Regions from separate parts of the Sus scrofa genome. Here region 1 is linked to region 2. The links are chromatin contacts, called in public promoter capture Hi-C maps. All regions are on one chromosome and are shown on one strand. Each heading gives the region's core, a stretch centred on a gene start, on an enhancer-like site or on the middle of the called end of the contact. The rest is flanking DNA. Distances are from core to core; before and after follow the strand shown. Region 1 holds the start of SPATA33 (spermatogenesis-associated protein 33). Region 2 holds the start of DEF8 (differentially expressed in FDCP 8 homolog).

Region 1 (2,957 bases), core at 282-2,781, 190 kb before region 2:
TGACCTACACCACAGCTCATTGCAAAGTTGGATCCTCAACCCACTGAGTGAGGCCAGGGATCGAACCCACAACCTCATGGTTCCTAGTCAGATTCATTTCCGCCGCACCATGATGGAAACTCCCAACAGTTTATTTTTTATATATTCTTTTCTTCCCAAAAGCAAATGGATCAAAACAGCAGGATGGGGAGTTCCTGCCGTGGCTCAGTGGCTAAAGAACCCAACTAGGATCCACGAGGTTGTGGGTTTGATCCCTGGCCTTGCTCAGTGGGTTAAGGATCCGGAGCTGCTGTGGGCTGTGGTGTAGGTCGCAGACACAGCTCAGATTCTTCATTGCAGTGGCTGTGGCTGTGGTGTAGGCTGGCAGCCGCAGCTTCGACTGGACCCCTAGCCTGGGAACCTCCATATGGCCCGGGTACAGCCTTTAAAAAGACCAAAAAAAAAAAAAAAAAAAAAAAAAAAATCCTGTTCTAAATTTGGAGACTAATTCCTGAAAGGGTTTACCACACTAACCCAGAATGAAGAACGAAAATCCTCTAGCCGGAATCTGGAACCAGAAAGGCACGTCAGGTGTGCCAGCTGAGAGCTCAGGGGAGTTTCAGGTCTGTTTGGGCACCCATCACCCATCCGTGCAAGTCCGGTCAAGGCCAGAGCCATCTGTGCCCCCTGAGCACAGGTGGCAGGCCATGTACAGACAGCAGGGAGAGCAAGGCTGGACTGGGTGTGGCCCGGACTTGAGCGGGAGGGAAAGAGTCTGAAGGGCAAAATCGGACCCGGAGAAAAGAGTTACGGGGAAAACACAACGCCTGTGTGTATGTGCGCTGGGCCGGGGCGGGACATTTCACAACCTCTATCACACCAGCCCTTAAACCTTCGAGAAAGGTAGGTACCCTCACTGTCACTGATTCTTCCTGTTTCTTGAACAGAGCAGGGCAGAGGGTCCTGAGGTGGTGCTGCGGGCAGTGGAGGGAGGTAGGAGGGCGCCAGGCTGCCCGGAGTCTGTGCCTGCACGGACACTGTCTCAACCCGTTTTCCCATCTGCAGAATGGGAGTGTACAGTTCCCATCAAGAGATGTTTTGCCTGGCTCATGACGACTGCTTCCGTCCTGAGCTCTTCCTATTTCCCTTCCCGGTGTTCTGGGGGCAGAGGTGCAACTGTCTCCTTTTCCGCGGCGCTCTGGCCGGCATCTCAGGGCCCCCAAGGGCCGATGTCCCCCGCCAGGGCCTTGGATTGGGGGATGGGGGAGATAGGAGGGGCAGGGGCAGCCGGCCGCCGAGGAGGGGGTCAGGGATCGGGGTCCCCGGTGGAGGCTCCGGGCTCCAGGGTGGGGATCGGGGTCTGGGGTTGAAGTCCTGAGTCGAGGCCCCGGGATCCACGGTCGGGGATCGCGGTCCCGGGAGGAGCCGCCGGCGTCCGCCGTCGGGGAGCGGGACCAGGCCTGGGATCGAGGCCACGGGCGCCCGCCTGAGCCTCGCCCGCGGGAGAGGCGGCCCCGCCCCGCACGCCCCTGGAGCGAGGCGGCCCCTTACCGTCCATGGCGGGTCCGGCAGCGGCAGGCCTGGCGGGAGCGGCGGGACGGGAATCTCCCAGCGGCGTCGAAGGAGCCAACCGGCGCAGGCTGGCGGCCGGGCGGGCACTTCCGGGTCGCCTCCCCTTCCGGCGGCCGGGCCCTCTCGCGAGAGCGCGGCCCCTCCCGAGGGCCGCGGCGTTGCCATGGAGACCACCGGGCCCGCGCCGCCGCCGCGGGGCCACTGTGAGTCAGCCGGCTGAGCGCCGCCGAGGGGCTCAGCCGGCGCGGGTGGCCGGCTCACCTATGGGACTTTGCGGAAGCAAACACAGGAGTCCCTGCTGTGGCGCAACGGGGTCGGTGGCGTCTCTAGCGCGCAGGGCCGCAGGTCCGGTCCCCGGCCCGGCAGAGTGGGTCCGGGATCTGATATGCCGCGGGGGCGGCCAAAAAACAAGCAACCCTCCCCCCCAAAAAAAACAAACACAAACCTGGGAAAGCGAAGGTGAAGGGCCGCCCGCCCGCCGTCCCTCGTCGCGGCCCCACCCGCGCAGGTCCTCCTGCCCCGGGTCCTCCCTGACGACCTGACAGGCTTCGGGGAAGTATACACGTGTAGGGAAGCGGAGTGACCCATGTCTTTCAGGCTATCTTATTTCATTCTGGACCAAAGCAGGAAACTGAGGAAGGATGGGCCGCGTTGCCCTGGACTCAGGAAAATATAGGTCTAATTAAGATCCGTCTATTTCAGGTGAGGAGCCGGAGAGACACATCTATTCAATCCCCAAGGCTAAGGAAAGGCTGATGGACAGGCCCTCCCCAGAGCCTGAGAGGCCTCCAGACACTGAGCCTTTGGAGAGCCCACAGCAGGAGAAAGAGGCAGCTGAGCAGGAATGGCCTGTGTCTGAAGTCCAAGGTAGGACACGCCCAGGAAGGGACAGGAGGTTTGTGACTCAAGGAGTTTGGAGATGGGTCTGAGTGAAGGGATGCTGGAGTCAGGGGGCGGGTCCTCATGACAGAAGGGTTTTGAGGTCCTGGATCCAGGAGGTGGACATCCCGAATCCTAGATGGAAGGTGTCAGTTCGAGAAAGGTTTAGGTGCGCTCCCGAGTGACGGGTGCCCTCCCCAGTCAGGAGGGCCTGGCCAGGAGTTCCTGCTGTGCTGAAAAGGAATCAGTGACGCTTATGCAGGACCAGGACACAGGTTCAATCCCTGGCCTGGCACAGTGGGCTAAGGGTCCGGTGTGGCTTCAGCTGCGGCTAGGTCACAACTACAGCCCAGATCTGATTCCTGGCCTGGGAACCCCACATTCAGGGCGGCCAAAAAAGAAAAAAAAAAAAAAAGAGCCTCACTGTGTGCCATGCAGGTCTGCCTTCATCCAGAGGGTGGGACGCCTGTGGCCCCACGGTCACCCCTCCTGCATCCCACAGGCTGGAACACAGCGGGAAGGCCGCT
Region 2 (2,916 bases), core at 395-2,894:
GTTGTCTTTTTGCCTTTTCTAGGGCCGCTCCCGTGGCATATGGAGGTTCCCAGGCTAGGGGAGGAATCGGAGCTGCAGCCGCCGGCCTACGCCACAGCCACAGCAATGCAGGAGCCAAGCCACGTCTGCCACCTACACCACAGCTCACGGCAACGCCGGATCCTTAACCCATTGAGCGAGATCAGGGATTGAACCTGCAACCTCACGTTTCCTAGTTGGATTCGTTAACCACCGAGCCATGATGGGAACTCCAGCCTTTCGTTTCTGATGTGGGGGTGGTGGAGGGTGGTGAAGACAGACGGGGCTTCCTCAACTCCTGCACCGCTGCTGAGCAGCCCCGCTGGGCCTCCGGTGTCCTCAGTGAGAGGGAAGAATTGGAGCACCTTCTCCCCTCGCGAGCTGCGAAGGCCACACGGGGTCAGGTAGCTGGAAGCTGACTGCACAGAGGTCCCCTCTTCCTTTTTCCCTCAGCTCCCAGGGTTTAAAAGAAGATTAAATGCCAATTTTGTTTCTAGCCGTGCCCACGGCATGTGGGAGTTCCCGGGCCAGGGACTGAACCTGTGCCACAGCTGTAACCGGAGCCACAGCAGTGACCGCCACAGGATCCTTACCCTGCTGAGCCACAGGGGAACTCCTAAATACCAGCTTTTTTAAAAAGAACGTTTGCTTTTGATTTAAATTAGGACTTTTGTGATTAAGGAAAAATCTAGAAAATGCAGTCCCCTTCTTTACCATTGTGAATAAAAAATTAATCAGGAGATGTGAGAAAGAAGTTGAATTTTTTTTTTTTTTTTTTTTTTTAGGGCCTCACTCTTGGCATATGGAGGTTCCCAGGCTAGGGGTTGAATTGGAGCTGCAGCCGGCAGCCTACACCCCAGCCACAGCAACTCGGGATCCGAGCCGAGTCTGCGACCTACACCACAGCTCACGGCAACGCCAGATCCTTAACCCACTGAGCGAGGCCAGGGATAGAACCTGCAACCTCATGGATACTAGTCGGATTCGTTTCCACTGAGCCACGATGGGAATTCCAAAAAGCTGGAAACTTTATTCGAGCCACATTTGAGAATTATGACCTGGGAAGAGCATCTAGAAAGCTCTGAGGACAGTTCTGCCCATTAGAAGTCAATCGGTTATGGCAGTTTTTTACGACAGAGGGCTGGACATCAAATGACGTATTACTGACACTTGGCACAATCCAGATCTGAGCTCCTGATGCTGGAGCTGGGAAAACGTGGCTGTTGGTGGCTGAACAGGCATTCCTGCCATGTGGGCGGGGCGGGGGGGCGGGGGGGTGCAGAAATGCAGGTCCTCCGGGCACAGCGAGGGGCGAGAGGCCCAAGGGCAGAGCGGCTGTTGAAATTTTTCTTGTCTTGCCATGACGTAGGAATTTTATTTCACACCATCTATTTTTTTGCTTTCTGGGCCTGCACGTGCAGCGCATGCAGCTTCCCCGGCCAGGGGTCGAGTCTGCATCGTCATGGGCCCGCGTCGGGTTCCTAGCCCGCCGAGCCCCAAGGGGACTTCCTCTTGCCCCCGGTCCTGAACAGCGGGACCCCGCGGGCCCAGTTCCCGGAGTGGGACGTGCGGCCTCCGCGTCGGCTGGGGGTGCGGCCTCCGGCTGCCGTGCGCCTCCGGGCCGCAGGCGGCAGCAGCGGGCGGCGGCGGCTGCAGCGCAGCGAGGGCGCGGCCACCATGTAGCGGGGGCGGTGGCGGCGGCGGTCAGGTGAGCGCGGGGCGGGAGGCGCGGGCCGGGGCCCGGGGCGCCGGCCTGGAGCCCGGGGCGGGGGGGCTCTCCCGCGCGGACGCCGGGGCCCCGGGACCCGCCGAGGCCCCGCCGGAGCGCACAGCGGGACTCTGGGCCGCCAGGCCCCTCCCCGGGTGGCACAGGGGGCTGGTGACCTCAGCTGTCTCCACCCTGCTCCGGCGGGGTTTGGTGGACGCGGCCACCCCAGGTGACACTGTCACTGCTTCCGGCTGTCGACACGCGTTGTCGTAGGATCTGTGAGGCCCGGGGCGTGGGGGGGTCCCCGAGACAGGGCCACCCTGTGCTGGGGGCCGGGCCAGTCTGTGAAATGGGCGGGGGGCGCAGGGTCCTGGGCGTGTGTGTTGTTGTTGTGGGGGAAGGGTGGGGCTGTCCTCCTCGAGGAGGTGGCGCAAGGCTTCGGTGACTCAGGCTCCTTAAAGGGACAGTAACACAGGCCCTGCGCCCGGAGCGGTCCCGGTGGGCCTCCTTCCAGGTGTGAGCAGGTAGGAGCCCGGGAGCCCCTGGTGGCAGCAGGGGTGATGACAGGACCTCTTGGAGCCCGGCGCCTGGGTGTGGGAGGCTGATGCAGGTGCCCCAGAGCCCTGGGCTTCATTCTGAGGTTTCCTTTAAAGCAAAGTCAGTGGAGTCCACACCCCCAGAGAGGCGGTCTCTGGAGGGGGCCGAGGACTGGTGTCCTTTCCTCTGAGTGTCCACCTTCCTGCCTGCCCCTGGGAGACCCGGCCTGAATTCCGGGTGCAGGGCTTGTTGTGGGGCGTGCCTGGTGGGGTGGTGAGGGTGGTGGTGCTTCCTGCAGAGGCAGCCCCCACGCCCTCATTGCTGGGCCCATGTGTCAGTGGCCTCCTTCTGCCCTGGACTGTGCACTTTGGCAGGGGGGAAGCAGGCTGGGAGAGATGGGCAACCCCACTTCTCTGCCCTCCTCGGCCTCCACATCCCTGCTGACTGCCCGTGGCGAGGTTAATGAAAGCTGCTTTTCCTGAAGGAACTGGAGCCCCAGGAGCCCTGCCGGGAGTGGGGAGGTATTCCTTCTCAGAGCTTCTCTGGCCATTTATGTATTTTTAATTTAATTTAAAAAAATGTTGGCTATGGCCTGCAGTGGTAGCTTTTTTTGATGTGGGCTCTCAGTTCCCAGACCAGGATTGAACTTTCAG

The links. Promoter capture Hi-C pulls out the DNA fragments that hold promoters and counts their contacts.
Region 1: a contact with region 2 is called in a promoter capture Hi-C map of fetal liver, with 2.5 times the contacts expected there. The contact joins the promoter of SPATA33 here to the promoter of DEF8 in region 2. A contact is called at or near these places in 2 of 5 promoter capture datasets (fetal liver and liver) and 1 of 2 datasets of contacts at active chromatin or transcription factors (alveolar macrophages).

Annotation. Positions count from the first base shown.
Region 1 is chr6:350,561-353,517 of Sscrofa11.1, reverse strand. It overlaps SPATA33 (spermatogenesis-associated protein 33), which reads left to right and starts at 1,531. Exons shown (of 3, transcript XM_013994369.2): 1 at 1,531-1,896; 2 at 2,254-2,418. The coding sequence starts at 1,536. It overlaps CHMP1A (charged multivesicular body protein 1A), which reads right to left and starts at 1,640. Exons shown (of 7, transcript NM_001243360.1): 1 at 1,531-1,640. The coding sequence starts at 1,537.
Region 2 is chr6:159,664-162,579 of Sscrofa11.1, reverse strand. It overlaps DEF8 (differentially expressed in FDCP 8 homolog), which reads left to right and starts at 1,644. Exons shown (of 12, transcript XM_021097025.1): 1 at 1,644-1,726.